Linked DNA regions of Zea mays: region 1 is linked to region 2. A link is a contact called in public Hi-C data. All regions are on one chromosome and are shown on one strand. The core of a region is the stretch at or near the end of the contact, and the rest is flanking DNA. Distances in the headings are between cores, read along the strand shown.

What was found. Hi-C and Micro-C count contacts between places; a contact is called where the count stands out from the background.
Region 1: a Hi-C map of bundle sheath shows a contact between it and region 2, with 4 times the contacts expected there. The contact joins the promoter of LOC100383769 here to the promoter of LOC103632644 in region 2. A contact is called at or near these places in 10 of 25 Hi-C or Micro-C datasets (bundle sheath, ear, endosperm and 3 more) and 1 of 3 datasets of contacts at active chromatin or transcription factors (seedling).

The regions. Positions count from the first base shown.
Region 1 is chr7:102,957,629-102,963,880 of Zm-B73-REFERENCE-NAM-5.0, reverse strand. It overlaps LOC100383769, which reads left to right and starts at 2,238. Exons shown (of 4, transcript NM_001176404.1): 1 at 2,238-3,321; 2 at 3,401-3,463; 3 at 3,833-3,887; 4 at 4,110-4,669. The coding sequence starts at 4,110. The coding sequence ends at 4,490. LOC103643056 reads right to left here and starts at 3,050. Exons shown (of 3, transcript XM_035960999.1): 1 at 2,226-3,050.
Region 2 is chr7:102,779,787-102,785,581 of Zm-B73-REFERENCE-NAM-5.0, reverse strand. LOC103632644 (CRM-domain containing factor CFM3, chloroplastic/mitochondrial) reads right to left here and starts at 3,267. Exons shown (of 9, transcript XM_008654395.2): 1 at 1,934-3,267; 2 at 1,374-1,839; 3 at 1,147-1,277; 4 at 349-699; 5 at 38-194. The coding sequence starts at 3,196.

The DNA of each region.
Region 1 (6,252 bases), core at 989-3,488, 180 kb before region 2:
GCATTATCAAGGGTGGAGCATATGATGGGGTTGTCTGTTCTCTCTGAAATTCAGCCTATATGGATTCAAGAAGTAGTGAACTCGTATGCCACAGATGAGGATGCACAGCAATTGATCACTCAACTGTTAATTCAGAGCCCGGATGAACAGGGGTTTTCTTTGCAGCAAGGTATTATCAGAAAAGCAAACCGGATCTGGATTGGGTGCAACTCAGCTCTGCGCACTAAACTAATTGCAGCACTGCATGATAGTGCAGTTGGAGGGCACTCTGGAATTCAAGCAACATATCAGAGGGTAAAGAAGGTGTTCTGGTGGAAGGGTTTAAAAAATGATGTGACACAGTATGTGCAGCAATGTGCAATCTGTCAAAAGGCCAAGGCTGAGAGGGTGCACCCCGCAGGGCTGCTACAGCCTTTACCAGTTCCGCAAGGTATTTGGGAAGATGTGACTATGGATTTCATAGAAGGGTTACCAAAGTCTGAGGGGTTTGATACCATTCTGGTAGTGGTGGATAGATTCTCGAAATACAGTCATTTCCTTCCTCTAAAGCACCCCTTTACTGCTAAAGGAGTTGCCCAAGTATTTCTCGAGAATGTGGTGAAGTTGCATGGGGTTCCCAGATCTATAGTGTCTGACAGAGACAAGGTTTTCACCAGTGCCTTTTGGAAAAATCTATTCCAACTTATGGGAGTGAAGTTGCTGATGTCCACTGCATATCACCCTCAAACGGATGGTCAGAGTGAGCGAGTGAATCAGTGCTTGGAAATGTATCTCAGGTGTGCTGTACATGACCAACCTAACAAGTGGAAGAGCTGGCTCGCTTTAGCTGAGTACTGGTATAATACTACATATCATTCGGTGCTGGGATGTACGCCCTTCAAGGTGTTGTATGGCTATGAAGCACCATTGCTTGTTGCACCAAAAACGCTGGGCATGGAAGATAGGGAGATAGCTGACTGGTTTGCTGAAAGGAATGCATTTTCAGTCATGCTAAAGGAGCAGTTAGCACGAGCTCAGCTTCGCATGAAGCAGTATGCTGACAAGGGCAGAACTCCCAGGGAATTTCAAGTGGGCGATCTGGTTTTGCTGAAGTTACAACCTTATGCACAAAAGACTGTGGTGAACCGATCCTGTCCTAAATTGGCATTTAAGTACTTTGGTCCTTTCAAGGTGATATCAAGGATTGGGGAGGTGGCATACAAGCTCGAATTACCTGGGGATGCACAAGTACATCCGGTTTTTCATGTGTCACAACTGAAGCCATTCCTGCCCTGTTATTCTCCAGTTTTCTCAGAGCTACCTCCTGCGGTGGATTTGTCTCAAGGGGGTATGGAGCCAGAGCAGGTCCTTGATCGAAGGATGGTGAGAAAGGGCAATCGAGCTATTGTTCAAGTGCTGGTGAAATGGAGTGGGGTACCTAAGGAAGCTGCAACATGGGAGGATTATGCAGTGGCCAGGGCACGGTTTCCAGAGGCAAACGCTTGGGGACAAGCGTTATCTGAGGCCCGGGGAGATGTCATGACTGAAGACGCGGACTGAAGTGGATCTGCGGGAGATGGAGTGGCGCGAAGACTGGTGGACCGAGGTCAGTCGGCCAGGCATTTCTATTTCGTTGTTAATGGAGTCTGTAATGGAGTTGTGGGCTGTTAAGCCGTATTAGTGCCATCTTGGGCCGTAAATAATAGACCAGGGAGTTGTTGGTGTGCGTATAAATATTGTACTCGGTGCTTTGAGCCAGACAGGCAAAATCAGAAAGGAATCGAATCTGTTGAAACCACCCAACCACTTATCTCTGTTCTTCTCTGCTTGTCTTGCGTCTCACGTCGCGGTGGTCTCTACCGCTGGCCAAGGGTCGTGACACCCGAGCACGTGAGGCTTTGTCCCCGCGGCGCTGGTTGCGGCCTTCGCTCCTCCGGATCATGAGCGCTGACTGATTAATCTAGCCCGTATTCCGCACCGCGGCGGGGGAGGAGACGGGACGGGGACGGGGACGGGGACGCAGGGGAGGGGAGGAAAAGGAGGGAGTGGGGGAGGGGGATCTTTCTCCTCCTCGCTGCTCGTCCGGATAACGACGTCAGGAGGAGGGAGACGGAGAGGGTTGAAGTGGCGCCAGAAGAAACCGCCAAGTAGAAATGATATTTCTTGCCCCGCCCCGCAACCCTTTTCGTCGGATAAATAATGGTACTCGATCCGTAGTAAAATTGGATTAGCTTTTTAATACCTACTCCCGGTCCGGCGAGGCGACGACGAGGAATGAACAAGGGAGCGGCGAGCCAGGCCAAAGCGAAGCAAAGCTGCCGCTGCCGCTGCCGTCCACGCACTGCTCACCTTCTCCGACAGCGCCCCTCTTCCACTTCTTCCCCGTTCGCTGGCCACTCCTTTTCCCTCCCGCGCGTCGCCTCGTTTTCTTTTCCGTCGATGGACTTGTTGGGTTCACGGCCAAAATTTTTTCATGCCAAAAAATTGGTAAGTAAATATTGGATAAAAAAATTGTCTTCGATTTGGCAAGTTGAATATGAAAAATCTACAGGTTTTGATAGCGAACTAAATGGCAACCAAAATTATAGCTTAGTATATTTTAGAAGCCAAGCAAACAGGTCCGAAGTCAATCGGCCGGGGTGTTTTCTCTAGAGTTTACTGGTCCGAGAAAGGATGCCGCGGGTTTCATTTTTTTTCCGTTCTTTATTTGGAATTTTTTGACGATTGAAAAAAAAGCAAGAAGCAAATAAATCCGTGCCGTCTCGTGTGAGCATTCATGGCTTGCGAGAGCGGGTCTCTTTCGGCAGGGAATCTGGGTGAACCTATCCGTTCAGTGCTCATCAGGTTTGCTGACACGCTGTGCGAGACTGTGACGGTGCGGTGCGGACCCTGGAGTGAGCAGCGTGGAGGCAGGACGTCTGCACGGCGGTGGGGGCACGTGTCCCGTCGCTCATGCGGACACCTCACTCCCTCCCGCACCGAGTCATATGATGGTGCCGTTTGGTTCAGCTTCTGGCCGGATTCTGGCCGCCAGAAGCCGAAGCGGCTCTCAAACGCCTAAATTCTTGATCCGCTTTTGCGCGCCGCGCTTCGACGAGAAGCCAGACGCCTACGCGACGCCATAAGCCGACCTCACGCCGCGTCCGCAGAAAGCCGCTCACATTTGCCTAGGGTTCGCAACCCGCACGCTCTCGTCCCCGACGCAACTCGCCGCCGCCGCTCTCCTCCCCGTCACATCCCCCGCGCTCGTCCTTGGCCGAAAGCCGACCTCATTCGCGACGCCCGCGGCGCTCGTCCTATCCCCCATCGCATATCTCGCCGCCGCGCTCGTCGTCTTCGCAGGTAAGCACCTCTCATTCATGGCGACACTCTCTTCCGCGGAGTTCGTTTCGAAGGTTCCGTGACCCTTTCAGTTCTCTAGGGGTTTGACCGCGGATCGTCAAGCTGCGAGTCGTGCCAACAGCGCCTCTCGTCGTCTTCGCAGGTACTTTCCTCTCCTCCATCCCGCCCCTCTCACAATCTCCTCTGCCGACGCCGTCGTTTGGATATCTCTCGTCTCAACCTAGTACGGATCCGATTGTCCCCCATGTAAATTTGTTTGTTACCAACCGATTGTATCCTCCATCCCGCCCCGTCTCACAATCTCCTCTGCAGTGGTTACGTATCCCCCCTGTATTCAAGCCTAGATTTGTGTCTTTGTTAATTGAATCATACATTTGTATGTTAGCAGCCGAGGTAGTAATTAGTTTCACTTACTGGATTTAAGTACAATGTCCCCATGTCCAGTTTATTCACTACATATTTTTGTTTCGACCGACGTACTAACGATTTTGTTGTGTAATGTATACTTCAGATTTTCCCATCAACTCGGTCCTTCCTGTTCGGTTCCAAGATCCCCTGAAGGAAAGGTATTAGCAATATGTATTTGTTAGTTACAAAAGTTTGAGCATAGATGTGTTTTATCGCTCATTTTTTATCTGGGTTTATTTCAAAGTTTGTCTATGTCAGTACCTGAATGTTAGTTGGTACCACCTGAGTTTGTCCATGTTTCCACGCAATTCATGTCATAACATGGAAGTTAGTAGATAGTCCCCTTGTCTAGTACACTAACCAACTAAATCCCACATCAGATGGATTCAACAGACTCCATAGCCGACAAGGCAATTGGAAGGATGCAAGAGATTGCGGACAAGATATTTTCCGTAGCTCGTGAAACAATCCGTCCAGGACGCGGGTTGACCTCATTTGAGGCTACCAAATTACGTGTAGCATTGGAGGACATTGCTTGCATGCTTGAGCAAGACTCTCTGGTGTTGCAAGAGAATTTGGACAACGTGAACAACGTAAACAACCCTGGTGAAAGCAGCTACGAACCGTCAGCCTTGTCCTCACCACCCCCTGCTGACGAGTTCCTTAGTCCGGATTGGGACTTTGCTGAGCACTTCGAAAACTTCTGGGGTCTTGAATATGACTCCGACCAAATGCCATCGTTTAGTGACAATGAAGTTTAAGTTGGATAATGTTAGAGTCAGGTGTTAGTGTGACTGGGATAGATCAGGCTTTTGGTCCTTGCGACTTTCTAAACTGTTCCTTGTGCTTATGTGTTCAGCAGCACTTTTATTTCGTCAGTCCCTATATGTAATTATGGCAAACGAATGTGAGTGCTTATGGTACTACTTTTATTATGGTCAGTTTCCTGTTCTATTTGTTGTCGTAGTAACTGAACTTCAATACGTAATATGAATCGTGTACACTCTTTCGCACTAGATGGACAAGTCTGGCAAAGTGATTGCTAAGTGGGATAGTAGAGCAACAAAAATTTACACAGAAATATGTGTAGAAGAGGTCAATGCACGGAACATGCCACAACAATTCCTAAACACCGAAGGGTATGCTAACCTCATAAGAAAGTTTAAGGAACGCACTGGTCGCACTTACACAAGGGATCAAATGAAGAATAGGTGGGATTCGTTGAAGAGAATGTTCACCCAGTGGAAAACTCTTAATGAAAGGGCTACAGGTCTTGGTCGAGACCCTCATACTGGTTCAATCAGTGCGCCAGATGAGTGGTGGGCCAAGCAAAATGAAGTAAGTAGATCTTTTTTTGTAGACTAACAATAGTATTGGCCATCTCAAACTAGGAACTACCATGTTGGTGTAGGCAATGCCAGGTTGTATTATGTTCAAAATAGCCCCCCTAGAGAATGAGGACGAGCTAAAGGTTATGTTTGGACCCATTGTCTGCACAAATGAAAGAACCCTGGTTCCTGGCATCGAGGATGCTAATTCATCATCTGATGATCATTTTGAAGCCACTTTAGGTGGGGGTGAAAACAGCACACCTGACCCATGCACAAATCTGACTGGGAAGCGTAAGATGCGGCATGATTCTCCTAAACCAAAGAAGAAAAAAGATTCGAGGGAAGAGTACATGAAAAGACTAGTGGAGGCTTTTGAGTCGCGTTCAATGACCACTAACAAGTCCATTACCTCTGCTGACAATGACCCAGTTCGCGTTGAGGTAAAGGCGCAGTTGCAACAAGTTATCGATGATGGATCACCAGAAGGCAGCCAACTACATTTGTTTGCCACTCATCTATTGATTGAGAAAAAGTATAGAGATGTTTTTGCAACACTGCAGACAAAAGAAGGAAGGATCGCTTGGCTTCGCAATGCTTACGAGATAGATCTTAAAAAGTGCACTTAGATGCTGGTCGTCCGACAACAGAGGCTTATGTTTAGTACTATGGTTGTTTCAGTCTGTTTTATGAGTCTTGTCGTTTCATTGTTATGAGGATTGTCGTCTTAGAACATAAACTTGTCGTACGCTTCATTTTCCCTTTGAAACAATTTTCGAGATATTCGAGTTGAACTTGTATTTCAATAATCAGAGTTGTCAGCTTGTGAACAATGTGAATCTGTGAACTTTCTGTCTCCTTTCAAACATGAATATATGTGGCTTGTAAACTGTGGTTGTACATTACTATGAGACTTATAAACTGTGGTTACATATGAATATGTGTCTGTTGTTTGTGTGCATGCATATGTGTGACCCTGCTGCACACACATATGATAATGAAATGGATGACACAGATGCAGAATTGGTGGTTGCTATATATGCTGTAGACATTTGGGGCAGGACTTTCAGTCAGGTTCCTAGAAGAACATTGGTTGAAAGTGGTATTCAATGGGTGGAGAGAACATTGGAGAATAGTAACGACTGTTTCAATATGTTTCGCATGCGACGAACTGTTTTTAGACGATTGCATGACA
Region 2 (5,795 bases), core at 2,018-4,517:
AACGGAGGTAATATATAGTGTAAAGCATAAGTCATACCAAGCATCAAAAAGGCCCTCATTTTCAGGCCGATTCTGCGAAATAAGAAGCGTTCCTCATCTGTAACTGTTTCCAGATCAGTTGGAAGCTCTGCTGGAGTGAGAAATTCCTGGACTTTAGCTAGAGCCTTCTCTGCTTTTGCAACTTTTGTTTTTGCCTGCAAGTCCAAAACTTATTATAACTAGTATGTGCAATGGCTGCAATGATATTTTCTCCTAAATAGAGTGGAAAGTGTGATGATGTCTTCAAAATGAATGATGAAAACTGAAATTGGTAAACTTCATTGCAGGTAGAGATTTTGTAAAACATACCAAAATCAGTTTTCTCTTCAAGTTCTTCAAAAGAGAGGTATGCTTCAACAAAGACAAATGCTTCATCTCCTCTTCCCTCTGCTTATCATTAACTGACTTTCCCCATCTAGATTTTGCTTCTGTAGTTTCTGCCAGAGTACCAGCAACTAGAGGACCCTTTATATCCTTGGGGATAGTAATAATTGAGGCTGATGCTTTAAGCCGAGCCAGCTCTTCCTCATCCTGTTGAGTAATGGCTTGTTCTTGCTTCTCCACCAAGACCTGCCTTACTTTAGGAGCTATGAAATCATTGCCCCTGTAGAAGACAATGAACTCCTTGTTCCTTGACAAGAGCACTCCTCCTGTCAATTTCTGCAAGTGTTTTGTTACACAGACTCAAAACACTCAGCAAGTATGATATGCAGCGAGCAAGAATTCAATGACCAACCAAAGCAGTTAATAATCATTCAGAAGAACCAATCTAAAGATACACAACAAAAGATCTATCAATGGATGATCTACAGCACCCATTGCAAAATTGTGCCTTGTTGCATCCTCAACAACCAGACTTTCACGGCTAAACATATAATAAGCAGACAAATCCCAGGAGGTAATGTGAAGAACATTGTATCACCCGAAGATATAGAGCAAGAGAAGAATAGATACATACAAAGCAAACTTATATGAATTAAGCAAGCTAACCTCATATTCTAGATTGGGTCTAGACGTATGGTTATCAGATTCCACAGACTTAACCATAAGTGTGAGGGTGAGCTAACAGATAAATGTAACATATACAGGAATTTTGTATAGCTTTACCTTGATTTCTTCTGCCATTCTGTCATTGCATGTGTTTGGAATCCCTCTCTTGATGGCAATCTTTGCAATAGCACTTTTCTCCCATAATTTAACCATAGCAGCAGCTAAGCCTTGGTGTTCTCTGTTTCTCCCTGTCCACCGACAAGTACATTGACAACGGGTTGAAATGAATTGAAGATTGAGTAGTAATTAATCAAAGCATGCAATCTAGATACAAACTCCAATACCTAGAGCGAAATGAGGAGCAGTTTGCCTTGCAAGTCTACGCAGAGTTGTCATTTCCTTATCTCTAAGAGTGCTTTTAATCTTGTAGGGAAGTACTCTAAATGGTGGTTTGTAGCCATGTACTACACCAGGAAGCAAGTCGGCATCAACAGGGATAGGGCCACGACCAGACCAATCCTTGTACCGTGGTCCCAATTGATCCAAGAAGTTATCAATATCAAATGTTTCAGAGGACTCCAGAGAAAAATTGCCAGTAGACGTTAAACTCTTCATGCCATCTGCTCTTGAGGCCTGTAAGTTGTGACCATCATGGCTCAATACAGCACTATTAGCATCGCTAACTCCCTTACCCGAATCAATTTCTATAAATTTAGCATATGACTGCACACATTGAAAGTTGTAATTCATTCCCCTATACAACACAACTGATCTCCCTGACCTCCATATAACAACTCCCCCAGTCCTGTCCTGCATGACAAAAGCAAGATCAAGATCACAAATTCTAACCATTTTTCATTGGATTGAAAAACAACAGATAAAAATGAACCATAAAATTATACACCTCTAGTAAATCATGAGTTCTCTTCATGTTCAGGCTTGGAGGGCCTTCAAACCTCATCTTGACCACCTCATCCACCTTCCATTTCCTGTGGATGCTCTCCACTATGTCTTGAGTAACACCCCCTGGCCCAACCTTTATCCTCTCCTTCATCCTCAACGCCGTGTCCCTAAGCCTCCGCAGTTCAGGCTCTGGAATAGACCTCTCGGCCAGCTCCGTGTTGCTGCGCCTCACCGCCCTGCCACCGCTGAATGCCTCATCATCTTCCTCCTCCCTTTCCCATGGCAGGAGTGCAGGGCCCAATTTCTGGACAAAATCTTCTGCATTAGACAACTCAACCGTGGCATTCGGGTCACTTTCCTCCATCGAATTCCTCAATGTTTTAACTATGGTGTTTACACTGCTCTGCATCATACTCCTATCGAACCTGCTACCATAAGCATCTTTGTCCACTGACAAATCCACTCCATATGAAGAATTCATAGTTGGTGTGGCATAATCATCATAAAATTCATCTTCTAAACCCCCAGTAAGAAGCTCCTCACCATTATCCGTCTCTTCCTTATCCTCATCCACCAAGCCCAGTTCATCATCAGAAGCATCACGAATGTCCAACCTTTCCTCCTCTTCGGCCACCGGACCGGAAACCCCCCTATCATTGGTCGATTCCTCCCTGTGAATCCATGGCGCAGAGAATGGGTGGCTCCCAAGCAGATAGCTCGGCCGAAAATGCGATCCATCGTCCTGCTCCCGTGCCGCTTGGTCCGGTACTGCGGTGGTGTCGCACGCCCCTTCCTCTACTCGAACTCCTTCGTCATCGGAGGAGCCGCCAGCAAAGTAGTCCACGATGGAGCGCAACGTTGCGCTTGAGCCTCCACCACTGCGTTTTTGATCGCCCGCATCACCACTTCCTCGGCCAGCCCGGTGCGGCAGCGAAGGCGGCAAAGGCGACTGCTGCTGAGGTTGTTCCCAGGGGACCGAGGCACGCTGGGAAGGTGCCCGGGCGGACCAGCGGCGGAGGGCCTGTTCCTCAAAACTCGGCTTGAGGGGCCTGCTCTTATTCTTGCTCTTCCTTCCAACTGCGCCGTCCGACGCCACCGGCGAGGAGGTCGAGGGAGAAGACGTCGATGCGGGAGGACAGGTGGAGACGCTTGAGGTGGCGGTGGTAGTTCTAGTGCATCTGAGACAGGGTAGCCGTGCTGGTCGGGGAGCGGAGAGAAATGGAGGCGTCGTGGAGAGGGCGGGAGGTGGCAAGAGCAGCGCCATTGGAGGTGGGAGAGAAGGCTGGGGGCAGGTAGGAACTGACGAAGGCGAAGGGATATGGAGGGGCAGCCGGGCAGGGCTTTTGACGGGCCTTGGATTTTGGACCCTTATGTTGGACGTGGGCTGCCATTTAGGGCTGGGCAAAGTACTCGTGGCTCGTGAGCTCGCTCGACTCGTGGTCAGCTTGAATTGACTCGACTTGGCTTGTTTCAATTTTATCACGAGCTGAGCTAACTTCTCAGCTCAGTTCGTTAATGAGCCAGCTCGAATGAGCTAGCATTTATCTATAAAACAAAGTCTATACTTGTATTGGATGAATTAATAAGTGATGAACTATGTTAGTTTAGGGCTTAAATGATATGATATATAAAATTATGAGTATTGTTAGTCTTTTCTAGTGTTAAATTAGTATGAAATTAACTAGCAATTGATTATATTGTTGTATATATACATGTATACTATTTTTTGTTGTGGCTCGCGAGCTAAACGAGCCGAGCCGAGCTGGTTCTCTGGCTCGGTTGCTTAATGAGCCGAGCCGAGCCAGCTCGTTCTCTTAACGAGCTAGCTCGAGCTCGGTCGAGCCGAGCCGAGCTGGCTCGATATCCACCCCTACTACCATTGGATGATCTAAAAAATGGTAAGACTGAGAACGAGTCATTTTAATCTACCTCATCTATTTCTGAGGTTCTTTAAAAACATATTTATGGGATCGATTTCCTTCATTATATATACAGCACGTAAGATGGCAACGGATCGGATATTGGAAATATCCGCCCGCAGACATATCCACGGTCATAGATAATATCCGCTCGTGACTATATCCACGGGTAGAAATTCATATCCATATCCACCATCGGGTTTCGAATATCCATTGGATATCCATCGGATATGATAAAGAACCATTTTTAGCAATTGAATAACATAATTAATCAAATTTCTTCCCAATTCAACATCATACATAACTTAAAATTTAATAAAAAAATTAAACAAATATACATGTCCTTCAACAAGCAACATTCTCAACATGATAAAAATACATGTCTACATGTCTCAACATGAAAACAAATACATGACAATCAATATTGATCCGACCCAAGTGTAGTGTTGAGCACTTGAGCTAGCGCTATAGTAGCTATGTTTGAATTTTTTTAGTCAATGATAGTAGAATCATGTTCATCCTGGCAATAATGGACTAATGGTTAATTTCGGATATCCAACGGATTACCCGCGAGTGAGATTTAATATACAAATCCATGCCCACTTTATCTCGGATCGGATACGGGTCTAACCCGCGGGTCAAAAAACATATCCATATCCTTATCCATCGGGTCGGATATCCGACGGATATCCAAATCCACGGATTAAATTGCCATCCCTAGTCAACACGGATGTTGGTATCTCAATTATTAAAATTGTTTTTACATCTTAGTTTTTGCATATATAATGTCAGGTAAGCCACAAGAGTAAATTGAACTACCTTAATAGTTTAAATTGGACTACAATCCCATGATCGGAATTCGGAGGCGGCGATAACCACCCAATCCGCCTAGTGATCCTTCGCTACCTCAAAGTCGTCTAAGTGACAACAACCACCAAAAGTAACAACTAACAAGAATCACACAACTTAATACTGTCACTAGTGTGACTTGATGCAAGCTCTCAATACAAATCACTAGGATCACTCCCCAATCTTATTATAAATGTATCATTATCCCTAGATATGAGTGTGTTTTGGTATTTTGGATGACAACTGTAATGCCCAAAATTTGGAGGAATAAAATAATTCTCTGAGTTTTAGGGTTTATGTGATTTGTTTTATTATTTTTATGCATGTCAACAATAATGAGCTTAATTAAAGCAATTGATACTTAAATAAATAAAGCATTTGTAATGTTGCATATGATTTTCCTAAGATAGAAACATATAGTTTGGAGATTTGTTTTATTATTTTTGTAATTCTCTATGAGTATCGCTGTCAGTACTATAGTTTGGGGCGTGGGAGTGCAGGTTTAAGCACTCTAGCCGTCTAGCGGGGCCTCCACCGTAGGGAATGGCAGCACCGCCATATCCTTGTGGCGGGGGTGAGGAAGGACCTGTTTGGTTCTGTTTTTTCTGCGAAGCTTTTCTGAAAAGCTGGCTGTGAAGAAAAGCTGGCTGTGGGGAGAAGCTGGTGGTTAGAATCTGGGTGTTTGGATACGCAGATTATGAGATTGTAGATTCTGGTTAAAAAAGGAAATGAACTAATGAGCATGTAATTGGAAATTATCTCATGTGTTCTCCATTATAAATAGAGACCTATTAGTATTAATACACATATTAATACTTTCTTATGTGAACCCAAAACGTCTTAGAAGATGACCATATCACGAACACGCTCGACAGCATAATTGCAACCGGAAAAATCAATTGCCACAGTAGAAAATAAATGAAATATCAATTGCCACATGCAAACAAAAGCTACCCACATGCAAACAAAAGCTACGGACGGGCACAGTCGCAGGGGTACGGGCGAGGCTAGGAATCGAGTGGCTTCTGCCAGACGTGACCACCCACGCGCTTCTCAGTCCTTGTTATATTTCGGCTTTTGAGCGAAGCGCTTCGT